Linked DNA regions of Capra hircus: region 2 is linked to region 1. The links are chromatin contacts, called in public Hi-C maps. All regions are on one chromosome and are shown on one strand. The core of a region is the stretch at or near the end of the contact, and the rest is flanking DNA. Distances in the headings are between cores, read along the strand shown. Region 1 holds the start of ANTXR1 (anthrax toxin receptor 1). Region 2 overlaps LOC108637152 (a long non-coding RNA gene).

What was found. Hi-C and Micro-C count contacts between places; a contact is called where the count stands out from the background.
Region 2: a contact with region 1 is called in a Hi-C map of blood, with 8 times the contacts expected there. The contact joins the enhancer-like site here to the promoter of ANTXR1 in region 1. A contact is called at or near these places in 2 of 5 Hi-C or Micro-C datasets (both in blood).

What each region holds. Positions count from the first base shown.
Region 1 is chr11:67,082,121-67,085,992 of ARS1.2, reverse strand. ANTXR1 (anthrax toxin receptor 1) reads right to left here and starts at 2,225. Exons shown (of 18, transcript XM_013967784.2): 1 at 1,721-2,225. The coding sequence starts at 1,872.
Region 2 is chr11:67,417,612-67,421,483 of ARS1.2, reverse strand. It overlaps LOC108637152 (a long non-coding RNA gene), which reads left to right. Exons shown (of 3, transcript XR_001918820.1): 2 at 326-413. Among named protein-coding and RNA genes, the nearest start is that of GFPT1, 82 kb to the left of the region's middle. Within about 2 kb of position 2,148, at least 1 of the 5 cell types and tissues checked has an H3K27ac peak or open chromatin away from gene starts, as enhancers often do.

The sequences.
Region 1 (3,872 bases), core at 976-3,475:
CAGTACATTTTAATATTTGGAGATATAAGTATTTTCATTATTATTTTTCCAAAATGTTTTAGCTCTTAATACTTGTTTTTTTTTCCTCTAAGATAAACCTAGAATTATTTTGCTAAATTCCTCTCACCAACAAAATTCTTTCAGAATTCTGATTTTAAAGTTTAATTCAATTTATAAGGTAATTTGGAAAGAGTTTGATATCTCTGCAGTGTAGAGTTGTTTCATTTCAGGACATGGTGATTCTGTCCATTTTCAAATCTTCCTGTATGCGCTTCTGAACTGGCTTTAAAAAAAAAAAAAAAGCACAATGATGGGCATCTGTGTTTTCAGACAGTCTGAATCTGTGAGCTGGTGCTCCCAGCCGCTAGAAGTAACAAAAGAAATTCCATTTCTTAGCACTGGAGTATATTTTCAGTATCCACCTTCTCATAAATCTGCAGGAAAGAGATCTCCCTTTTCATCCAAAGAATCTGGAGTTCAAAACAGCCTTTACGGAAAAAAATCAAACTCCAGGGGCAACTGCAAAGCACATTTGGTGTCTAGCTGGCCAGCTTATTTTGCAGGACTCTTTTTCCAACTGGCAAATACTTTCCAGTCTGTGAAACTCATGTCCCCTCCACTGTAACAGCAAGCGTCCTGTCCTGGCAGTGGGGCGCTCACACAGCACTAGTGAGCACTAATCTTCACTGAGGGGCTTTTTATTGTTAAAGCTGCTTTTTAGTTGATAGCAGGCAACTTCCTTGAATGACTGTGGCTTGGCAAGTCTACGGGGAATTGGGCAGAGTTCAGTTCTCCCTTGAACAGTCCTGAAGCCTCATCCATTTTTGCAAGAAAACCAGGGCTCCTGCACTTCCCTGGTAGCCCACCAGTCAAATCGCCAAGAACTTGACTTCGCCTGCATCGGGGTTTCTCAAGCCCAGAGGGAGGAGAAATATACCCGCAAGGGACTTTTGGCAATGTCTGGAGACATTTTTGCTTGTCCCCACGGAGAGACTAGTGCGGGTTGAGGAGTGGGGTTGGGGAGGTTATAGAGACTAGTGGGGGTTGGGGGGTTAGGGGGTAGTACCAGCATCTAGAGGGTAGCCTACGGCCAGGGATGCTCAACATTCTACAGCTCACAAAACATCCTACAACTCACAAGACGTCCCCACAACAAAGAACTCCCTAGCCTCAAACTCAGTGGAGTGGAGAAATCCGCCTTATATTTCCACGAACTGCCCAGTCTGCCTACATTCTATGATGAGGAACCAGGGAAAAGGAATACGTAGGGCAGAGTTTTTAAACAAGAGACAATTGGCTTTTAAAAACCCACGCCGCTTTCTTTAGACGTGTGTGAACGTTGTTCTGCCTCTCCTAAGCAAGCTTTTCTCACCAAGGATTCTAAAGCAAATGAAAAAGGTTCACAGAGAGGTAGTAGGTCAACAGCATCTTTACACTCCCATCCTCAAACTCAGGCGCCTCGGTCGTCGGAAAGCAAGGCAGCGAAGAAGCTGTCTGGAGAACAAGCAGCGACGCCTGCCCGTCCGGCTCCTGCAGCCGGGAAGGATGGGGACGTGCGCTCGGTCCACAAAGGCGCAGAGCTGGGGCCAGCGCCACCTCCCGCGGCCCCTCTGGGTCCCTGGAGATGCGCGCCTGTCCCAAAGCCACCCTGCCAAGGAGCCCAGCCCGGGTAGAAAGCATCATCAGCTTAGCCTAGGGTGGAACAACTCACGGCACTTACTTGTCCAGAATGAAGTACAGGTCAAATCCCCCGTAGCAGGCTGGACCCCCTTCCTCCCTGCGTCCCCCTTGCCCGGCGCAGATGAGCACAAAAGTGGCCAAAGAAAGACACTTGAAGCCAATGCCCAGGGCTTTCTGCTCCACGGTGGCCATGACCTGCAGCCCCAGGGAGAGGGTATGGTCCTCTCCTCCCCACGCTCCTCGAACTCGCCAGGACCCTCAGGGGCGCGCCATCCGAGGGGCCCTCCTCTCGGGCCCTTTATTCCCCCTCGCTCTCCCGAAAAACTCCCCGGAAGCAATTGTCTGGAAGAGTTCAAGGTTTTCCTTCTGGTTTCCGCTACGATTCTGTTTCTAGGTTTCGGGTTTCAAGAATCCCAATACTGTAGTCCGCTTTTTTTTAAAGGGGCTGCTCCTGACTCGGGCCGGCAGGCCGCTCGGGAGGCAGCGCTGAGGTTTTGCAATTGAAGCAGTTCCGTCCTGACGGTTCTTTGTCCCAGATTTTAAATATTTTGGGGTGGGTTTTCAAATTGTTCTTGGTTGGGGGAGTGCTTACTCTTTTCTCCCTCCTCTCAACACCCGCCCCCCGGGCCTTCATATTTTGATGGGGAAAGAAAGTTCAAAGGGTGCCACCTTGTGGCCAAGGACGGCGAAAGCACTCTTGCGCATTCTAGGGAGCCTGGCTGTGCATGTTTCTTATTCCTTCTTTTTTCTCACGCATCTTTCCTTTCATTCTCCATTACGTCTTCCCCATTTTTAGTTCTTCCTCACTCGCTAGCTTTTTTATCCTTGTTCTTTCTTTTCCTGTTCTACGTCCGCTGATAAGGTCCATGTAAGCAATTGATGAGAACTTCCTCCAAACACCACGGCTCTGACCCCAGGCTAGGACCTTTGCAAACAAGATGCTGGACAAACGAGCAGAGAAGAACGGGCCTTTGTGATCTGAATCACCCAAGTGACCTTACTGTACACTTTCCGCACATCATAAAAGGGACTGTTGGGATGCGGTCATGTGACTGAAAACAGCGAAAACAGTCCCACACAGAAAGCTGTTCCTGGCATGAAACAGCGGAGCATTCTAGACGGTCTCCATCTCCGATTTGGGAGATTCTGTGGTAAGTTCTTTTCAGCCTGTGAACTTTGACTTTTTTCACCCAATCTTTGATTTAAGGCAGAGGAAACAAACAGCTTTACAAGAATGTGAACCTTCCAAACAGTTTGGGACTGCCAGAGAAGCTCTGTTTTCTACAGGGAGGGATCCTCTTTAGAGTGGGCTCTGGACCCCCTTCCCAGCGGGAACTCAAGTTTTATCTTCCTATGTCTTCCACTCTGGGAATCCTCAACACACACTCGTGCTCTGTATTTCAGGATTATTGCTCCAGACACTCATCTTCCCCTCTGCTTGAGAGCCTCTAAATTTTGGAGATTCCTAACGCACTGCACTAGCCTGCCTCCAAAATGTTCCTTTCTGGTCTTCATCTCCTGATATTCACACCTCCTCTCCCACACTGAATGAGACTGAACGGTGTGTAATAAATACGGTACAGCAGAAATGATGGTGTGTGACTTCTGAGAATATAAAAGATATTGTGCATTTATCTTTTTAAACTAGAATTTTCTTTGATGATGGCCATTCTGACTGGTGTGAAGTGATACCTCATTGTAGTTTTGATGTGCATTTCTCTAATAATTAGCGACTGAGCATCTTTTCATGTGCCTGTGGACCAGCTGCATTTCTTCTTCAGAGAAAAGTCTGTTTAGGTCTTCTGCCTATTTTCTGATTGGGTAGTTCGGTTTTTCATATTGAACTGTTTGACACCAATGTTCGTAGCAGAACTAATTACGGTAGCCAAGACATGGAAGCCACCTAAGTGCCCATCCACAGATGAAAGGATAGAGAAAATGTGGTATATATGGACAATGGAATATCACCAAGCCATAAAAAAAGAGTGAAATGATGCGATTTGCAACAACATGGATGGACTTAGAGGTTATCATACTAAGTGAAGGAAATCAGAGAAATAAAATATCATTTGTGGTATTTAACATATATGCTTTCCCAGGTGGTGCTAGTGTTAAAGAACCCACCTGGCTATGCAGGAGACCCAAGAGGCCTGGATTCGATCCCTGGGTCAGGAAGATCCCCTGGAGAAGGA
Region 2 (3,872 bases), core at 899-3,398, 340 kb before region 1:
ACTGAGCAGCTGACTAACATTTTACACGCAGAAACCCTCCTTCAGTTACGCAGAGCTGCGAACCGTTCCTATTTTTGGTGGCTTAAGCCCATCTCTTGTGAAAGCCCACTCTTTTATTCTCTGCTGGTTTGGAGTAGAGAATTCAGGGTCTGATATAGCCACCCACGCCAGCCAGACATTTGCCTGACATTTGATAGCAAATTGCAACTTTCCAGGGCTTTAAAATTCAGGTGTAGAAATCAAGAAAGTAAATCCATCTTTAAATATTCTTCTCCTTAAAATGTGTTGTCTTTTCTCTTTTTGGCTGCTACCCCTTTGGCACAAGGAATACAGCTGAGGGTCGCAAAGCTGGAATGTTTCTTTCTCAGTACACAGCACAGTGGGGACAAGAAAAGAATGTCAGTGTTCTCGAGGTAAGCATGCTGTCTGCCTCAGCATCCCAGGCTGGGTGTGACCAGGGCACCTTTATTTCTGACTGCAGCTAAAACGAGAGTCCAAGGTAAGTGGAATTTCGCCTTGATTTGGAAGTTGGATCTGGTTGTTCAAAACAATTTGGAATTCCTGGGTGTTGAGGTAGCTTTGGGACCCTGGGTCTCATTAGGGCCTGCTTCATGCTCCCTGAGCAGTGGCCCTGGTGTGAAGAAGAGCAGACATCAGCCTCTCAGGTGGCCGGCTTGCCGGTTAATCTTCAGGGTCAGCTTGGAGGGATCAGAGGTCTGGCTGAGAGCAGATCTGAAAAGACCTGCTAGGGCATGGGGCCAGAAAAACCAGTCACGCTGAACGGCAGATACAAACAGGAGGACCGGTGATTCAGCCTTGATCTGCCAAATGCCAAACTGGCTTGTCCCGGTTTGGCCAGTATGTATGACTCTCAGCAGTTACCTGCTAGTAGAAACTCACCTTTCAGTCAGCTTACAGATCACTACCCACACCGGGCCCTTCCCTTCCCCCTCCCTTCTTCCAAGCCTCTCCCAGCCTGCTGTCTTATAAGAACATACCTGTGGTCCTCGCTCTGCCTTGCGTCAACACGTGGCTGCCCTGGCTTGGGACAAGGGACATTGTTCCTCTTTTTGCTATTCCATGCAAAGATGTGGGTGTCAAATAAAAATCTAGTCACAACCTGCAAGTAGAGAGTTATTTTATTTGGTGGGAATGTTTAGGACCCTGAGCCTGGGAGACAGCATCAGTATCTCTGAGAAAACTGCTCCAGGGAGGCAGGAAGGGGAGTTAGGGCTATATACGAGTTTGCAAAAAAGGGGGCAGGCAGCCTGAACATTAAAGATTATTGTGAGGTAAGGAAAATCCGATATCAAGTTAAGGAATTTAGCGTTCTTCTGTGTGTGGGAAGATGCAAGCCTCTGGGCTCACTGAATTCGTTTCTTTATACGCCGCACCTCAGCTATCTGGGGCCAAATCCGGTTTCCTGATTGTCTACATCCTTGTTCCCCGTATGGGGTGGCAGATGGCTGCTTCTGCATTCCTGTCCTCCCCCCAGCTCCTCAGCAATCACCATGGGGTGGTGGGTGGCGGCATCTGCTTAATCGTGTGTGTTGTGTGCCATTTTGGGAGCCCTCCTTCACCTTTGGAGGCCCCAAATCGCTGATGGCTGTGACTTTTCTTGTTTTTTGATATAGCAGCAGATATTCCATTTCACATGGGTAAGCTTTTCTCTCCGTGCCCTGTGATGTGGCTGGGATCAGCTGACATATTTCATAGACTGTAGGGGAGGCTTGGACAAGCAGAGGTCTGTGAGACACAGTGTCCTGGTATCCACCTACCTGCTGTAGTGGTACTTAGGGCCACCAGCCCGTCCTTGGGAAGCAGAGTTCTGCCGTCATCCTCTCTCCCCCAAAGAGAGGGCCGTGTACACCCTCCCTACATCCTGGCCTTCAAGTGTGAGAGACGGTGGGGACTGGAATTCACCTTTGGGACAAACTTTACTTTATCCCCAGGCCCAGAGAGAAGAGGAAATGCCTTTTCACCGCAGCCCAGGACTCAGATCCTTTCATTTCCTGTGCTGGGACCTGCCTCTCCTAGGACATTTGACAGGGGGGCTGCTCATCCAGCCCCACCCGTCAGGGCTGCTCCGTCCTCCTGGCTGGTGGGGTGGGCCTTGCGGCGCAGCAGTGCAAGCTGGCACACTTGGCGGGCGTGGAGGGCGTCAAAGTGCAGTCCCTTTGACTCCCCTCAGCGCCAGGTGAAGCTCCTGGCTGCCCGGAACGTCCGCATGCAGCTTCGGGTAGCTGCACAGGTCCCCTTGGGGATAATGTGTGGACATTTGCTGGACTCATTTGCTGGAAAAAAGGACAGCTCTGCCTTGGGGGTGGATTTAACCATTGACCGGTCCTTACGGACACGGACTGACACAGCCTTGTGAGAGACTCTAGGTCAGAGGACCCAGACAAACCTGGCTAGACCCCCAACTGCAGGAACTGTGAAATAATAAATGTTTGTTACTCTGAAATGCTAATTTTGGAGTAACTTATCACACAGCTATTTGTGGTGGTGTTCAGTCATGTTAGTGTAGTCAAGGAAGCAGACGAAGATGTTTTTCTGAAAGTCTCTTATTTTCTCTATGACCACTGGATGTTTGCAATTTATCTCTGGTTCCTCTGCCTTTTCTAAATCCAGCTTGTACATCTGGAAGTTCTCGTTCACGTACTGCTAAAGCCTAGCTTGAAGGACTTTGAGCATTATCTTGCTAGCGTGTGAAATGAGCGCAATTGTAATGATTGTTTGAACATTCTTTGGCATTGCCCTTCTTTGGGATTGGAATGAAAACTGACCTTTTTCAGTCCCGTGGCCACTGCTGAGTTTTCCAAATTTGCTGGCATATTGAGTGCAGCACTTTTAACAGCATCATCTTTTAGGATTTGAAATAGCTCGGCTGGAATTCCATCACCTCCACTAGCTTTGTTCACAGTGATACTTCCTATGGCACACTTGACTTTGCATTCTAGGATGTCTGGCTCTAGGTGAACAATCACGCCATTGTGGTTATCAGGGTCATTGAGATCTTTTTTGTATAGTTCTTCTGTGTATTCTTGCCACCTCTTCTTAATCTCTTCTGCTTCTGTTAGGTCCTTGCTGTTTCTGTCCTTTATGGTGCCCATCTTTGCATGAAAAGTTCCCTTGGTATCTCCAATTTTCTTGAAGAGATCTCTAGTGTTTCCCATTCTGTTCTTTTCCTCTATTTCTTTGCCTTGTTCATTTAGGAAGGCTTTCTTATCTCTCCTTGTTATTCTCTGGAATTCTGTATTCAGTTGAGTATACTTTTCCTTTTCTCCTTTGCTTTTCTCTTCTTTTCTCAGCTATTTGTAAGGCCTCCTCAGACAACCACGTTACCTTCTTGTATTTCTTTTTTTGGGGGATGGTTTTTGTCAGTGCCTCCTATACAATGTTACGAATCTCCATCCATAGTTCTTAAGGCTGTCTCTATCAGATCTAATCCCTTGAACCGATTTGTCACCTCTCATACCTGAACGGTCTAGTGGTTTTCCCTCCTTTTTCCATTTAAGCCTGAATTTTGCAACAAGAGGCTCACGATCTGAGCCACAGTCAGTTTCAGGTCTTGTTTTGCTGCCTGTATAGAGCTTCTCCATTCTTGGCTGCAAAGAATATAATCAATGTTATTTCAGTGTTGACCATCTGGTGATGTCCATCTCTTGTGTTGGTAGAAGAAGGTGTTTGCTATGACCAGTGTGTTCTCTTGGTAAAACTCTGTTAGCCTATGCCCTGCTTCATTTTGTACTCCAAGGCCAAACTTGCCTATTACTCCAGGTATCTCTTGACTTCCCACTTTTGTATTCCAATCCCCTATGATGAAAAGGACATGTTTTTTGGGTTTTTTTTTTTTTTTTTTTTTTTTGGTG